Linked DNA regions of Gossypium hirsutum: region 2 is linked to region 1. Evidence: chromatin contacts called from public Hi-C data. All regions are on one chromosome and are shown on one strand. Each heading gives the region's core, a stretch centred on a gene start, on an enhancer-like site or on the middle of the called end of the contact. The rest is flanking DNA. Distances are from core to core; before and after follow the strand shown.

What was found. A called contact is a pair of places that touch in the nucleus more often than the background predicts.
Region 2: a Hi-C map of leaf shows a contact between it and region 1, with 1.7 times the contacts expected there. The contact joins two enhancer-like sites. A contact is called at or near these places in 8 of 34 Hi-C or Micro-C datasets (leaf and stem).

The regions. Positions count from the first base shown.
Region 1 is chrD07:22,947,677-22,954,780 of Gossypium_hirsutum_v2.1, reverse strand. It overlaps the pseudogene LOC121219097. Among protein-coding and RNA genes, the nearest start is that of LOC107954490, 22 kb to the right of the region's middle. Within about 2 kb of position 3,895, at least 2 of the 9 cell types and tissues checked have an H3K27ac peak or open chromatin away from gene starts, as enhancers often do. A contact at or near this core is called in leaf, where this site is marked.
Region 2 is chrD07:23,009,544-23,016,647 of Gossypium_hirsutum_v2.1, reverse strand. It overlaps the pseudogene LOC121219098. Among protein-coding and RNA genes, the nearest start is that of LOC107954494, 13 kb to the left of the region's middle. Within about 2 kb of position 2,532, at least 8 of the 9 cell types and tissues checked have an H3K27ac peak or open chromatin away from gene starts, as enhancers often do. A contact at or near this core is called in leaf, where this site is marked.

The DNA.
Region 1 (7,104 bases), core at 2,646-5,145:
ACATCTCCCGATATAATGTTGCCAACATGGCAAACTCCCAACTTAATTCACCAGCTGCTCTAAAATCAACGAGTTTCAGCAGCCATCTTAAATGTACGAGGTTCCATGACAAGTTTGGTATAAGATAACCTCTAATTATCTGAAAAATGTATGCCCGAGCATATCGGATTCTTTCTACTTCGGTTGAATCATCATCCGAATCCAGGAATGTGTCTCATAACCAGCCCATCTCTATCTGACCTCCGTTAATTTTCTCCGGAATAGCGCCCAAAAGCTCGTAGCACACCACTCTCCAATCGCCAGATTGAACAGACCCGGTGACTGGGTACTTGTCGACCGACAATCCCAATTGCAGATTGACATCTTCCAAAGTGATAGTGCACTCTCCACATGAAAGATGGAATGTATGCGTCTCGGGTCTCCACCTCTCAACCAACGCACTGTTAAGTTTCAGGTCCAACTTGCATCCCCGGCCTACCGTCGCCACGTGCCAAAAACCCGCTTCCCGTAGGTAATTCTCTACCAACGATGATGGAGGACCATGCATATTCTGGATATAGCATTCTGATATCCGATCTACAGACTTTTATAACAAATAATAAATTAATAATTATTTAAAAATCCATAAATAAAAAATCTTAAATAATATTTAAAAAATAAATTTAATACTTACCATTTTCATTTGTTCGACGTATATGCGCATGTTATCAAGACGAATCAATTCACCGGTCATTGCTAAATTCGTACAAATTTTTACGATTTAAAAAAATTTTAAAAAAATTAAACATATCATTAAAGATTTGGGGTAGAAATCTTAAAGAGTTGTAAGGTTAAACATTGTCCTCAAATGTTGAACAAATTAGTTAATTTGAAAAAATCATTAGTGGTGGAAAGCTAAGGTAGTGGAGTATGCAATTGGGGTCGAACAACTCTAAATCTGTGTCAATAGTTTTAATTTTCTCTCTTTACTTCTACCATTACTTAAAAAGGCCAATTCACTCCCTTCTTGGTGTTTTTGGTTTGTTCTATCGAGCTACTAATAATCTATCTGAGGTCTCCGCCCTATCCGTTTGTTCCACAATATAGTAAATTTTTCATGCTCCAATGCCCAATTCTTGTTGTGTTTTCGCATTTTGTTAATTCCGTTTACAACAACCCCCAATCTTTGTGGAGGATCTGGAATATGTTGGACACACCCGAATTGTCGCAATACATAGTCCCCGTTATACCACTCAATCGTTTGAAAATTCAACAATAGTACGTTAATGCACCACAAGTGTGAATGGATGTGAGCAGACGGGGGAATAACTTGCACAACATTTGGTAATGAGTACGGCAGCCAGATGAACTGCACAATTAATATCATGAAGATAGTAACACGATTAAAATACCATGAAGGTAGTAACACAATTAATAACATGTATTAAATATTAATAAAAAATTACCTTGGCCTCGGCGTGTGTTTCGACCATCTATCGGCATATGGGAAGCATATATGACCTCCCGATACCTGGAAAAGTACTCCATCTACAAAAAATTTAAACCTGTTAGAACAATTTTCCATATTGGACAAAGCAAAATTCTTGTTGTGATTGTTAAATTTTATCACCTATTGACGAGTGGGAAGACATATGCTTAGTGCTTAACTGGTGCCAAGAATGGCATCTTATAAAGCGCCCAGGATTGCAGCAATACCAAGAAATGGCCTATGTCCACGGTATGGTATTTTGTTGTCCGACAAAGCTCGCGACACAATGTAGCCAGTACTGCTGAACCCCAACTACACGAACAGGAAGCATATAAATCCTGCAACAGGGGCAAGAACATCAAGTGGACCTTGTTATTATTAGCATCTACCATGAGTATTCCCTCTATGAGATGCATTATATACACTCGAGCGGCGCACATCAAATCCTGCTCAATGGTATTATTTGGTAAATATTCGAAGTTTGCATTCAACCATGAAAATCTCAAAGTCGTTAATTTATCACCACCGGCACTAGGCAAGCGCCTTAGTATGTCATCACAAAAGGTCTTCGGATCGAACAATGTAATAAAACCTGTGACCGCAAAACCTTCGATGGGAAGGTCCAATTGCAGTGCAACATCTTCTAGCGTTATGGTGCACTCCCCACATGACAAATGAAAGGTGTAGGTCTCCGGACGCCACCACTCGACTAACACGAAGATCATGTCATACTTCAAATCGAACATGCGGACCAATGTTGCCGATCTGAATCTAGATGTCTCCAAGTATGGCATAATACGTTCATCCGACAAATAACCCCCACCGTTGACACGGCCCCTCAGTACGTAGTAAGGAAGCTCACTCTAACCACATATTAAACCGTAATAGTTAATGTATACCAATTACATAAAAAAATTACGTGCAAGCTTATAAAGTGACCATTGCATAACAAATAACAATTTTATTATCAATAAATCAATCATATCTGATGTATGATCCATTTCTGTGATCAAAGAAGCAACTCTGATATCTGCATTTTCACGCAGAAAATTTAATTATCGCATTAACAAATAACAAAAAATAAATTTTGTATTGTTTAATTTTTTTTTTAAGAATTACTAATATTTTTACACAGATAAAAAAAGTCAATAACAACATAAGTTGGGATACAGTAATGTAAGTCGATCGTTTATTTTTCAAAACCATCTCTCTTTTTTTCATTTTTTATCCTATAACAATTTTTTTATTACATAACATTATTCAACATTTGTAAAATACAATTCTTTTACCACAATAAAAAAAAACTTAATTACAAAATGGATCACTATAAAAATTTCAAGCAAATAACTCATTTCGGTATTTATTTTTTAAACCTATTGCGGTATTTATTTTTGTAACAAACGTACTGTTTTGATAAATAATCTCTTGAACATACCATTTCAGTTATTAATTTTTTGTATTACATTCTTGAACATAATAATCATCTAGTTACGTAAATAACAAAATAAAATTTCCAATAATCTCAACACAATGGGACCATATATTAAGAACAAAAAATTAAAAAAAAAATTAATGTTAAAAAAATCAACTAAACAAACTATTGTTATTTACGTTTTAAAAAAAAACTATCCACAAAATTAATGTCATTATACTTGCTCCCTTTCTTGAAAACAACTTCTCTACCAAATAAATTATAACAAAAAAAAATTAAACTAATACACTTTCTATTGTTATTTTCATTTAAATTACAAAATAAAAAACAAAAATTAAGACAAAGTTAAAAATATACATGTCTTCCTTTCAAACACACCCTTTCTACAAGATAAAAAACCAAAAAAATTAACACATTTATAAAATAAACAAACCAAAAAAAAAAAATTTAACATAACCAAACAAAACTAACCAAAATGTTTTTTCTTTTTCCAAACGATGGTCCATAGTAGAGGTGCTCATGGGCCGGGCGGTCCGGCCCGGCCCGACGGCCTGCCCAAAATATGGGAGGGTTCGAATAAAAATATAGGCCCGAAATATGAGTTTGGGCAAAAAAACGATGCCCGTTTAGAAAACAGGTTGGGCCTCGAGCACCACTTTTTTGGCCCGGGCCCGAATATAATAAATATATTTTTTTTATTTTTAAAATATTTTTAAAATATTTTTTTTATTTTTAAAATATTTTTAAAATACTTTTTTTAAAAAAATTTGGTGTTTATTAAAAAAATGGGCCGGGCCGGGCCGGACCGGACCGGACTCGGACTTAGAAATTTTTTCCCGGGCCAAGCCTGGGCAAAATTTCAAGCACATATTTCAGGTCAGGCCCGAGCCTAGAACATGGGCTAAAAAATTTTTTGGGCCCGGTCCATGAGCACCTCTAGTCCATAATCCCTCTTATATAAGCAAATAAAATAAAATAAAATACAACAGGTTTTGTTGGCACCCCGTTACCGAGTGGTCACATGGACGCTAGCGGTGTCGCCTGCCTCCACCGCCTACGGGCAGTCCTCCAAGTCCCGATGCAAGTTGATTTCTCAACAGCTAGTCTTTTTTATTTTATTTTTTTTGAATTAAATAAACCACTAATCACTTCTCCTCCACCTTTTAAAATTTTTTTGAAAACACATCATTTTGTAATGATGTGTTAATGATAGTATCATAAATCTTTTAGGAGCTGCCCATCTTTCTCCCTTTACCCATTTGTATTATTTCAAACACCCTTTTAATAAATAATGGTATTTCAATATTTAATTTATTAAAATGTAATATCCAGATAAATAATGGTATTGCCACAATTATTACCTTTTTTATTTGAAAAATAAAAGTAGAACTTTTTTGTTTTCAATTTTCGTTTTACTCTCTTTTTACATTGAAAATTTTTTGAGAACTTTCTCTCTCTTTTATTCTTTTTGGTTTTTGTATTCTACGAAACTTGAGTTACAAGCGTGCTAGTGGGTGAAGATCGTCGACATCCTGTGAAGCCACCTTCATCAGAGCTCCCCTCTTCCTTTTATTCATCCATACAAAAATAAAAAATCGAAAACAAGCAGGGAAAAAAAAGAAGACTTATTCTACCTTTGAAGAACTTGAAATGCTTTGTGTAATTTTTATATTTCGTTTCTTGACCGATTGACTCTTGATTCTCTCATTGACTACTACTAACTTCTTTTTCTTCTTTGCAGGTGAATATATATTGTTTGACTAATTATTATTAACTTCTAATCAGGCCTGGCCATGGGGTCGTCTAGAGGGTGTGATTACTCAAGGTCCAAGGTTGAAAGGGTACAAAATATTATTTTTAAATTTTTAAGGGCTCCTCAAAAAAAATTTTAATCCCATTTTATTGTTTTGCTTAGAGTCCAAAAATGTCCACAACGGTTCTGCTTCTGATCATGTATTAGATTGACTAAAAAAAACTTGTTTTGATATGTTTTCGTGCAAAAATCTATTGAAATTGATTTGGCTGAAAAAGTGGTTAGCTTTCTCCTTTTGTGTGTTGACACTGGCGACAGTCGGAAAATTAGGGCTTCTAACCCTGTCGTGGACATTGAAATATGAAAATAGACTTTTGGTTTTGACTAATTGAAATAGATTGGGCTTAAAAGAAAAGGGGATGCAAATAAGATTGGGCCTCAGACTGGACTGACACTTCTGGCCTTAAAAACAATTTAGAATTGATATGGGCATTGAGGAAAAAACATATTAAAATTTAAACATTCTTTCAATTTTTAGTCCAATAAAATAATTGGAGCCAAATTTTTTATTTTATTTTCTAAAAATAATTTTATTTTTTTAAAAAAAAATGGATTTCATTATTTTTTTCAAAAACCTCCCCTACCAAAATTTCAAAATTTTAATTAAATTAAACAAAATCTAACTTAATCCAATTTCAAATTTTTAAAATTTAAGATAAAAGAATTCTAGTCCCCATTTCATTTTTAATTTCAAAATAAAAATAACAACAATTTAACTTAAAAACCAAAATAACCATACTTAGAAAAGGAAATTCATGGCGGTTTAATAATTTTAAAGCTCAAGTCAATATCATAAGTCCTGGACACATTTAAGTCTCTCTTCCTACGTTGCTTGTGTAATAAAAAACGTGCAAAGACGTAAAATCTAATTATTTCCAACATTTTCTTGAATGAAACAAAAATAAATAAAAAAAATCAAATGGTTAAAATTCATAACAATTTGATAAAGAAAAAGAACAAGTTGAAGAGCCTCACAAAAAAATGAAATAAAAGTGAATTTCACAATTAGGTATAAAATATAAAATGAAAAACACATGAGGCAAATGAGGCTGAAATGAAAACGGACCTCACAAGCTAGCTAATAATAATAATAATAACCATTTTCCATTAAATATAAATATATATATAGACTTGGATAAGATATCAAGCTCATTTTATGGGCCCGGCCTAAAACAAAGATAACGTCATAATTTTGTATCTATGGATAGTATTATTATGACATTTTTATTACAATGAAATGTTAATTATCTGGTTTTTCTCAATCATTTATTATTATAAATTTAATTTTTAATTATAAAGTTTGCCATATTTTATTAATAATTTTCAATGATAATTAGGTTTGAACTTGATCGCATATTAAAATTAATTATCAATTAACGCACTAATATTAATAATATAAAAGTTTCGTTCACATTTTATTAAACTATGAGATTAAAATTATATTAAAATAAAGTTATGTATATCTATTTTTAAATCTTATTATTAACTAATGGTATATGAAATTTATACATATTAAATTTTTTTATTAAAATATGAAATTAAAAATATATTTTACTTCTTTGTAGTTATACCAAAACTACTGGAATATTTGATATCCACTATTCAAATTTCAAATAAATTTAGGTATTTGTTATAGATTACATCAGTAAATCAAGAATTTATAACCAAAACATGAAATTTTGTAATGTTAAAATAAATATTATATATTATATAAATATTAGTGTATAATCTTTTCGAAATTAGATAATTTACATAAAAAAAAATTAAAAATTAAATGATTAAAATTATGGTTTACTTTTTATTAGTCTGCAATAAAATAACATCAAATTTTGAAAACATTCAAATGATTCCCAGTTGGTTCCTAGCATGCAAAAAGGTCACCTCAACGTATATGAACTTGGTCATAAAAACACTATAGAACTTCTGTCACTGCATAATCCTGAAGCTAATTGCAGTTTACAAAAGAGGCGGTACGTTTCTCTTTTCTAGGCAAGCCCCTTAGTCACCACTGCATGCTTGATGAGCCTCAGTGAATCCACTATGTCATCACATAGCTGGTGAGGATTGGGTATTGTTCCTTCATCTGCCGATACAACAATTGTCATCTTGTCGATATAACTCTGGAAGTTGATCATCAATGCCTGCAATTTTCAGTCATCACATCAGCAACCAATTAATCGGCCCATCAACATCAACTGGACGACATTGTAGCTGCTCTCGAATGAAACACTTACATGGGGTTGACCGTAAGAGCTAGGTGCAAGGAAAGCCATGGGATGACCGTAAAACCCAATTTCCTCAAGTGGTCCAACAAGATTCGAGAAGCACATTGTTGTATGAGACAAAATTCTATGGGACAAAGCACTTGCCGTCTGTTTTCAGCATTGGACA
Region 2 (7,104 bases), core at 1,283-3,782, 63 kb before region 1:
TTCAACCCTTTTCTTTTTTTCGTTTTTTTCAACCTTTCCTTTAATCTTTTGTTTAAAATGAAGGAGGAGAGGAGGCAACTTGCGACGCAAAACAGTAGGGGGTTGGAGCCCTGTTTATAGGTAAACAAAGGCCTGCATGCAATATCGGAACTTGTCTTTCATTTTTATTATCAGCAAAAATCTAGGTTCCTGCTTTGACCACAGCCAACTTGTTTGATTTCTAGTTTGACAAAAATCAGTAATGAGTTTGGCTCTAGCTTTTGATTCTCACCATGTCCTAATGAGTTTGACTCTTGCTTTTGATTGTTGACTATGCCAAAAATTATGGGTTTACATTTTTAGAATGGCATAACAGAAACTAAAGTGGTTTGACATGCATGCCACTTGTATCTTCAAACCATCCAAAATAGTTTATTCCTAAATTTTTACTAAGAAATTGAACTCAAAATTTATTTTATTTTATAAAAAATAGTTTTTGCTCACGCACAAAAAGTTTATTTATTTAAATATGTATAAATACATATAAATTAATTTGTTTTCAAATTTATATTTAAGCCTTTACAAACAATAAAGTAGAGTACTTCGTTTTGTTTTTTTAGAACCAAATATGTACTATAGTAAATAAATGAAAAAGGGTTAAATATCTATTTAACTCTTTCTTGGCACCTCCTCCAAATTCATAAATATTTATGATTTTTTTTCTCAACTGTTTTCAATTTTATTTTATAACAAAATCATATTTATAACTATATATATAAGTAATATAAAGTTGCAATTTTAAAAAATAATCTAATGTGACATAATTTAAATGTTGTTATTTGTCGCATGAAAATTGAATAGTAATATAATTTTGCATTTAAATGCTTAAAATTAACTTAATCAAACACTAAATTTCCGTTTGAATAATCATATACATGAGTTCCTTATGACTATGCTGTGTAAAAAAATTACCAAGTATAACATTAATTTTAAATTTAAACATTCCCATTGATTTTGCTTGGTGTCAAGGCTTAATAATTGTTAACTTTGGGCGAACAATTCCATTGTCTTAATAGATGTTTATGGGTGTCAATGCTTAATTTCATTATATGGCTTCTTCTTTAGACCAGGAAACCAAAAATGTGAGATTTAAAGAGAGAGAGATGGTGATGCGGATGTTGACATGGTTGTGGATTTGGACTCGCAACCAAAGGTTTCATGGAGACAGATGTTAATTGGGATAGGGGTTTCGGAACAAGAAGAAGGATCTCGATCATCTGAAGTCGAATGTACTGAAGATTTTGAATTCCTAGAAGGCGATGTTCAAAAAAACTATTATAGAGTTTTCGGATCGCATACAACAGATCTTGTTCAAGGATATGGAACAATGGTGGTTTTGAAGCTGTTAGGCTGAAATATTGGTTATGTCGCCTTGTATAATCGAATCAGTAGTTTATGGCGCCCATCAAAACCATTCCATTTGATGGATATTGAGAATGGTCACTACCTGGCCAAACTTTAGTGTGTCGCCCTTTCGCAAGGACCTTGGATCATATATGGCCAATACCTCATTATTCAGCATTGGACAAAATCTTTTAATCCCAAGAAACCTTACCCGAGTATGGTGTTGGTGTGGATCAAGCTGTCGGGCCCCCCCGAGATTTATGCATAAAAGAAGAATTTTGGAAACAGTTGGAGGGTTGGTGGATAAAGTGGTCAAATTTGACTTCAATAAAAATAGCAAAACCAGGGGTCGATTTGCGAGAATGGTCGTCTTCGTTGATCTTGACAAACCCTTGGTTTCTCAAGTGCTGGTAAATGGAGAACTACAACGGATTGAATATGAGGCTCTACCTACCATTTTCTTTTCGTGTGGAAAATATGGACATCTAAAAGAGTTGTGTCCATCGCCAGTGTCTGATAAAGGAAATGAGACCGGAAAAATAAGTGGTAATTTAGAGTTACCGAAATCGACGACTGAGGGTGAGGGGCCGACGTTCAGACCGTGGATGGTGGTGGAGCGAAAATCTCGACAACGACTGAAGGATCTGAGAAATCAGAGGGAGGGAGATACAGAAAATGAATTTTTGGGATCAAGATTTGCGGCATTGAAGGGATTAGAGAATTTGGAATTAAGGAAATAAGAAAGGGATGAGAGGATTTCGGTGGGTGTAAGTGAAAAATTAAAAGATAATGGAAAAATAGCTACGCGAATTTCGGGGAAAAGCATGGAAGGTTTTAAGAATGGTATAGTTGGTAATTTGAGGGACTCAATAATGATTTGGGTAATGGTTTTTTTTGAAGCGGGCTCCAGGCCTAAAGGGGATTTTAGGAAAATAAAGGAAATTATAGGTCATAACAAGGTTGGAGGAGGTCCTGGTTCTCTCACAAATGGTGCAGGTCGCAAGTCCAAATTTGGGGAGATTCGGTTTAAATGGGTCAACGAGTTTGGGCCGAAAACTCAAAAAGAAACAGATCTGGGCTTGAGGTCTGTTGGGTAACTGGCTTAGACGTTAGCCAAGTGGCAGACCAAACGTAATAGGCCAAGTAAATTTGTGGTTGGGCCTTCCTCTGCTGGGTTACCTTCGGCCGAAAAACTAGGTGAAAAGACTGTTGGTTTTCATTCTGGGCCACATTCGCAGCATAATGTATCCAAATTGCCAGTGGCCGATTTCGGGGTTGATAAAAAATTAGAAAATTCACTTAGTGACCCTTCAAAGTTTTCCAATTCTTGAAATAACCCTAACATGATGATTACTCATTTCAATCCCACATTTGAAGAATCAGAATGAGTGATGGTGGTTTTAGATGGAAATGTTTTAGATCTTAGGAAGCACTCGGCTGTAGTTTTTAAGAAAGATTCTAATTCTAAGAAAGGTCAAGTTTAGGGGATCGGAGGAGATGATGGGGTTGGAAAGGTAGTGTTTATTCTTAAAGCGCGGGATTTAAACGACAAAGGTGGAACAAGTTGAAACGGTAGAAAGCTTAATCAGACCATTCAAAACCATAAAGATAGTTTTAAATTGACTTGTACTACTGATGTTCCGTTGTCTGACTCTATGAGTTCCTTAGTTGAGTTAATTAACACCCACATTGACGCTTCGGAAGAAATGTAAAAACTAGAGTTTTGGGGCTCTAAGATGTAAGGTGGCTTCTTTTCTCATCTATTTTATATATGAATTTGATAGTTTTTCTTAGAATTGCCAGGGTTGTGCTAGTCTGAATTTTCCTAGAGTTTTTTGTGCATAAAATAGAGAGCATAATCTCGATGTTGTGAGTTTGTTGGAGATGAGGGTAAGCGATTTCAAAGTTGATAAAATTATTTCAAGTTTGTGTTTTCAGTTTTCTCATAGGGTGGAGGCTATTGGATTCTTTGGAGGCATTTAGATTGGTTGGAAAGACTCAATTTTTGTTGAAATTATTTGTAGTAATCCCCAATTCATTTCTATTCATGTTCTTAAGGTTAATTATGTTTTGCCTGTTCACATTGCTTTTGTGTATGAAAGCCCATATAGACAAAAAAAGAGGAAGCTTTGGAAAGATCTATCAACTGTTATTCTGACAGGTAACACCCATTGGTTAGCTGTTGGCAATTTTAATGCTTTACTTTCTTTTAGTGACAAAAAAGGATGGCGTACAGTTCGGAAAGGTTGTCATCTTTTTAATGATTTTCTTGAGATGTTTAATTTTCAGGTTATAGGGTTTAGAGGCCACCCTTTTACTTGGCAGTTAGGTAGACTGTTTGAAAGACTTGATAGGGTAATTGGTAATGATGTTTGGTTGTGTTCATTCTTGAACTGCTTCGTCACTCATTTGTCGAGAATTAAGTTGGATCATAGACCCCTGTTGCTTTTTCTTAAGCCTAATGTTACCTTACCTAAAGGCCGCCCGTTTAGGTTCTTCACTGGTTGGGTTGAACATCCTAAATTTTCGGCCTTTGTTAAGGAGAAATGGTGCTTTAAAGGTAACATGGCTAATTCTCTAAATTTCTTTACTAATGACATTAAAGATTGGAATCGTTCTGTGTATGGTTATATTGTGATGCACAAGAGAAATTTGATGCATAAATTATCTAATGTTCAAAGAGCTTTAGAAAATTATGACTCTGTGCATTTAAGTAATATGAAAAATCAGATAAGGGAGGAATCAGAATGTGTCCTCCATAATTGGTTACAATTTGGAGATCGAAACACTAAATTTTTTCACTCCTGTACGATTCAAAGAATAAATTATAACAAAATTTCTACTTTGAAGAATGAGGAGGGTGATTGGATTTTTGAGGATGAGAGGCTCCAGCCTAAGGTAATTAGGTTTTTTCAGAAATTGCATGGTGAGCTTCCGGATTCCATGAAAACTTTACCTACTAATTCTTTCCCTAAACTTGATTAGAATGATGAATTATTCCTTAGAAAAAAAGTTTTGAATGAAGAGATAAAGGCCGCCATATTTGACATGGCTCCATTAAAAGTGCCTGGAAGTGATGGATATCACGCACTCTTTTTTCCAAGTCAATGGGAGCTAATTGGTGGTGTAATTTGTGATTGGGTAAAGAAAATTTTTGATGGGCAGGTCATTGATAGAGAGCTTAATAATACTTTGCTTGTGTTTTTTCCTAAGGTTCATAACCCTGAAAGCTTTACTCAATTTTGTCCAATAAGTCTTTGTTCAGTTCTTTACAAATTGTTCATGAAGATTATTGCGAATAGATTTAAGGTGGTCTTTCCCAGAATTATTGAACTAGAATAGGCTAGCTTTATTGTTGGAAGGAATATCACTAACAACATCACGTTGACTCAAGAAGTTATCCACTCAATGTGAAGCAAACACAAAAAAATGGATGGCTATTAAGATTGATTTATAGAAAACTTATGAAAGGGTTAATTGGAAATTCATTGACGCCTCTCTCCAATCGACTTCCATTCCAGATTTCTTCAATAATGTAATTATGTCTACCATCATAAGCTTTACTATGCAGATCCTCTAGAATGTGGTACCGACTCAAAAGTTCAGTCTAGTAAGGGGCATCCGACAGGGATGTCCTCTGTCTCATTATCCTTTTGTTCTCTGCATGGAATGATTGAGTCAAAGTATTAATTCTTCTATAAACTGTGGTAGCTAGCCTCCTATTCGATTATCCAGGTTAGGCCCGTCACTTTTTCATTTTTTTTTGCTGACGATCTTTTTATCTTTGGAAAAGCAAATGAACACCAAGCCATATTGACCAAGGACAGATACCTTTTGTGTCTTTTCTGGGCACCGGGTGAATGCTCACAAGAGGAATATTTTTTTCCCAAAAGACTGGATGACGATTTGGCAAGGCGTCTGTGTGACATGCTTGGGTTTCGCATCTTTCATGAAAGGGTTACCAATAACTTTCTGAAGTTCATGGTGGAAAACTTTAAATCTAGGTTACAAAGGTGGGATGTGAGGCAATTATCTCTAGTGGGCAAAGTTACCTTAGCTTAATCGATCCTTCTTACAATACCTAGTTACTTCATGCAGTCCTTGAGAATACCGCAAGGTATATGTGATGAAATTGAGAGTATTGTTGTTCATCAATTTATATGGGGCTCGACTAGAGGGAACAAAAATATGAAACTTGTTAGTTGGAACTTGGTGTGTCAGCCAAAGACTTGTGGAGGGCTTGGGTTTCGACAGTTGAATCTGTCGAGTTTTGAGGCTTTGTGGGTTCGTGTGCTATGTGTAATATGGGATTATGAATGTCATTCCCCTCAGTATTGTTCGTATTAATTGTTCCTTTCTCTAGAGAGCTTTATCTAAAGTTTGGCCTTTCCTTAGAGAAAACATTTACTGGTAAGTTGGAGATGGCAATTCCATTATGTGTTGGAGGGACAGTTGGATTCCGGAGATCGACCCACTAATTAACCTTATCCTAGAAAATGCTAACATTTCCACAGATTGTTGTTTAAGGGAGATGATTACATATGAAGAAACATGGAATCTAGAACTTTTTCGGGTTTGGCTTTCCAAAGATTTAACTAGACGAATTACTAGTATTCTTCCTCCAGATTCTATAATAGGGTCTGGCAGAATTGCTTGGTTGGGAACCTCTTCAAGGTGTTTCTCTATTAAGAGTGCTTATCATAAGATTAATGAGAGTTCATGGAATCCTAGGGAAGAAGCTTGGAATTTGCCATGGAAGGTTAAGGGACCATAAAGGGTGCGAGTTTTTCTTGGCTGGCTCTTAAACTGTGATTGCTTACTCAAGTTGAACGGCTAAGGCGTGGTGTGGGTAGTGACGCAAGATGTCTAATTTGTGGCCATGAAGTAGAGGACGTATTACATGTTTTAAGGGATTGTGATATAGCAAAGAAGGTATGGAACCGAATAATCCCTCCCCATAAACTAACTTTTTTCTTTTTAGGTAATTTGTAGGATTGGATTGAGCCTAACTTGGAAAATCGGCTCAACATAGTTTGGAGGAATGTTGATTGGTCATGTTTCTTTGGCCTAGTTGGTTGGCGGATATGGAAGAACAGGAATATTTGCACCTTTAATGGGGTCCCATGGAGTGTAAAAGGGATTGTCAAAGTTTCGCACAATTGGGCTAATCAATGCATTACAGCTTACAGGGGAGGCATTGCTGTGAGACATACCTCAAGAGCAAATATGGTGGAAACAAAATGGTGGATCCGCATAAGATCTGATGGAGTTGTTAAAACCAACATAGGTTGCGCTGTGGTAGGTGACGTATTGAGAAATCATAATGGAGATTAGATACTTGGCTACAATAGCAATTGGGGAAATGTTTTGTTTTTGAAGCTGAATTGTGAGGCATACTCGATAGTATGACACTGTGCAGACAAACAATATGGAAGTCATTGGGAATTTCAAGGAATCCCTATCGAAAGGATCAAATTCTGCATTAATAAGGAAGTTTGGTCAATTGAATATGTTCTTAGAGATGAAAACATGGAAGCTGATAGTATCACCAAGCTGACTTTTGGTAGGGATGAGGGTTTATAGTTATATGAGACCTCTTCTTTGGTGTTTTACTAGTATTTTGTAATGTTCTACTTTATTTTCATAAAAAAACCATAATTGAGAATAATATCAAATCATTTTATTTTATTTTAAATATTAAAATTCCTATGTTATAATTTA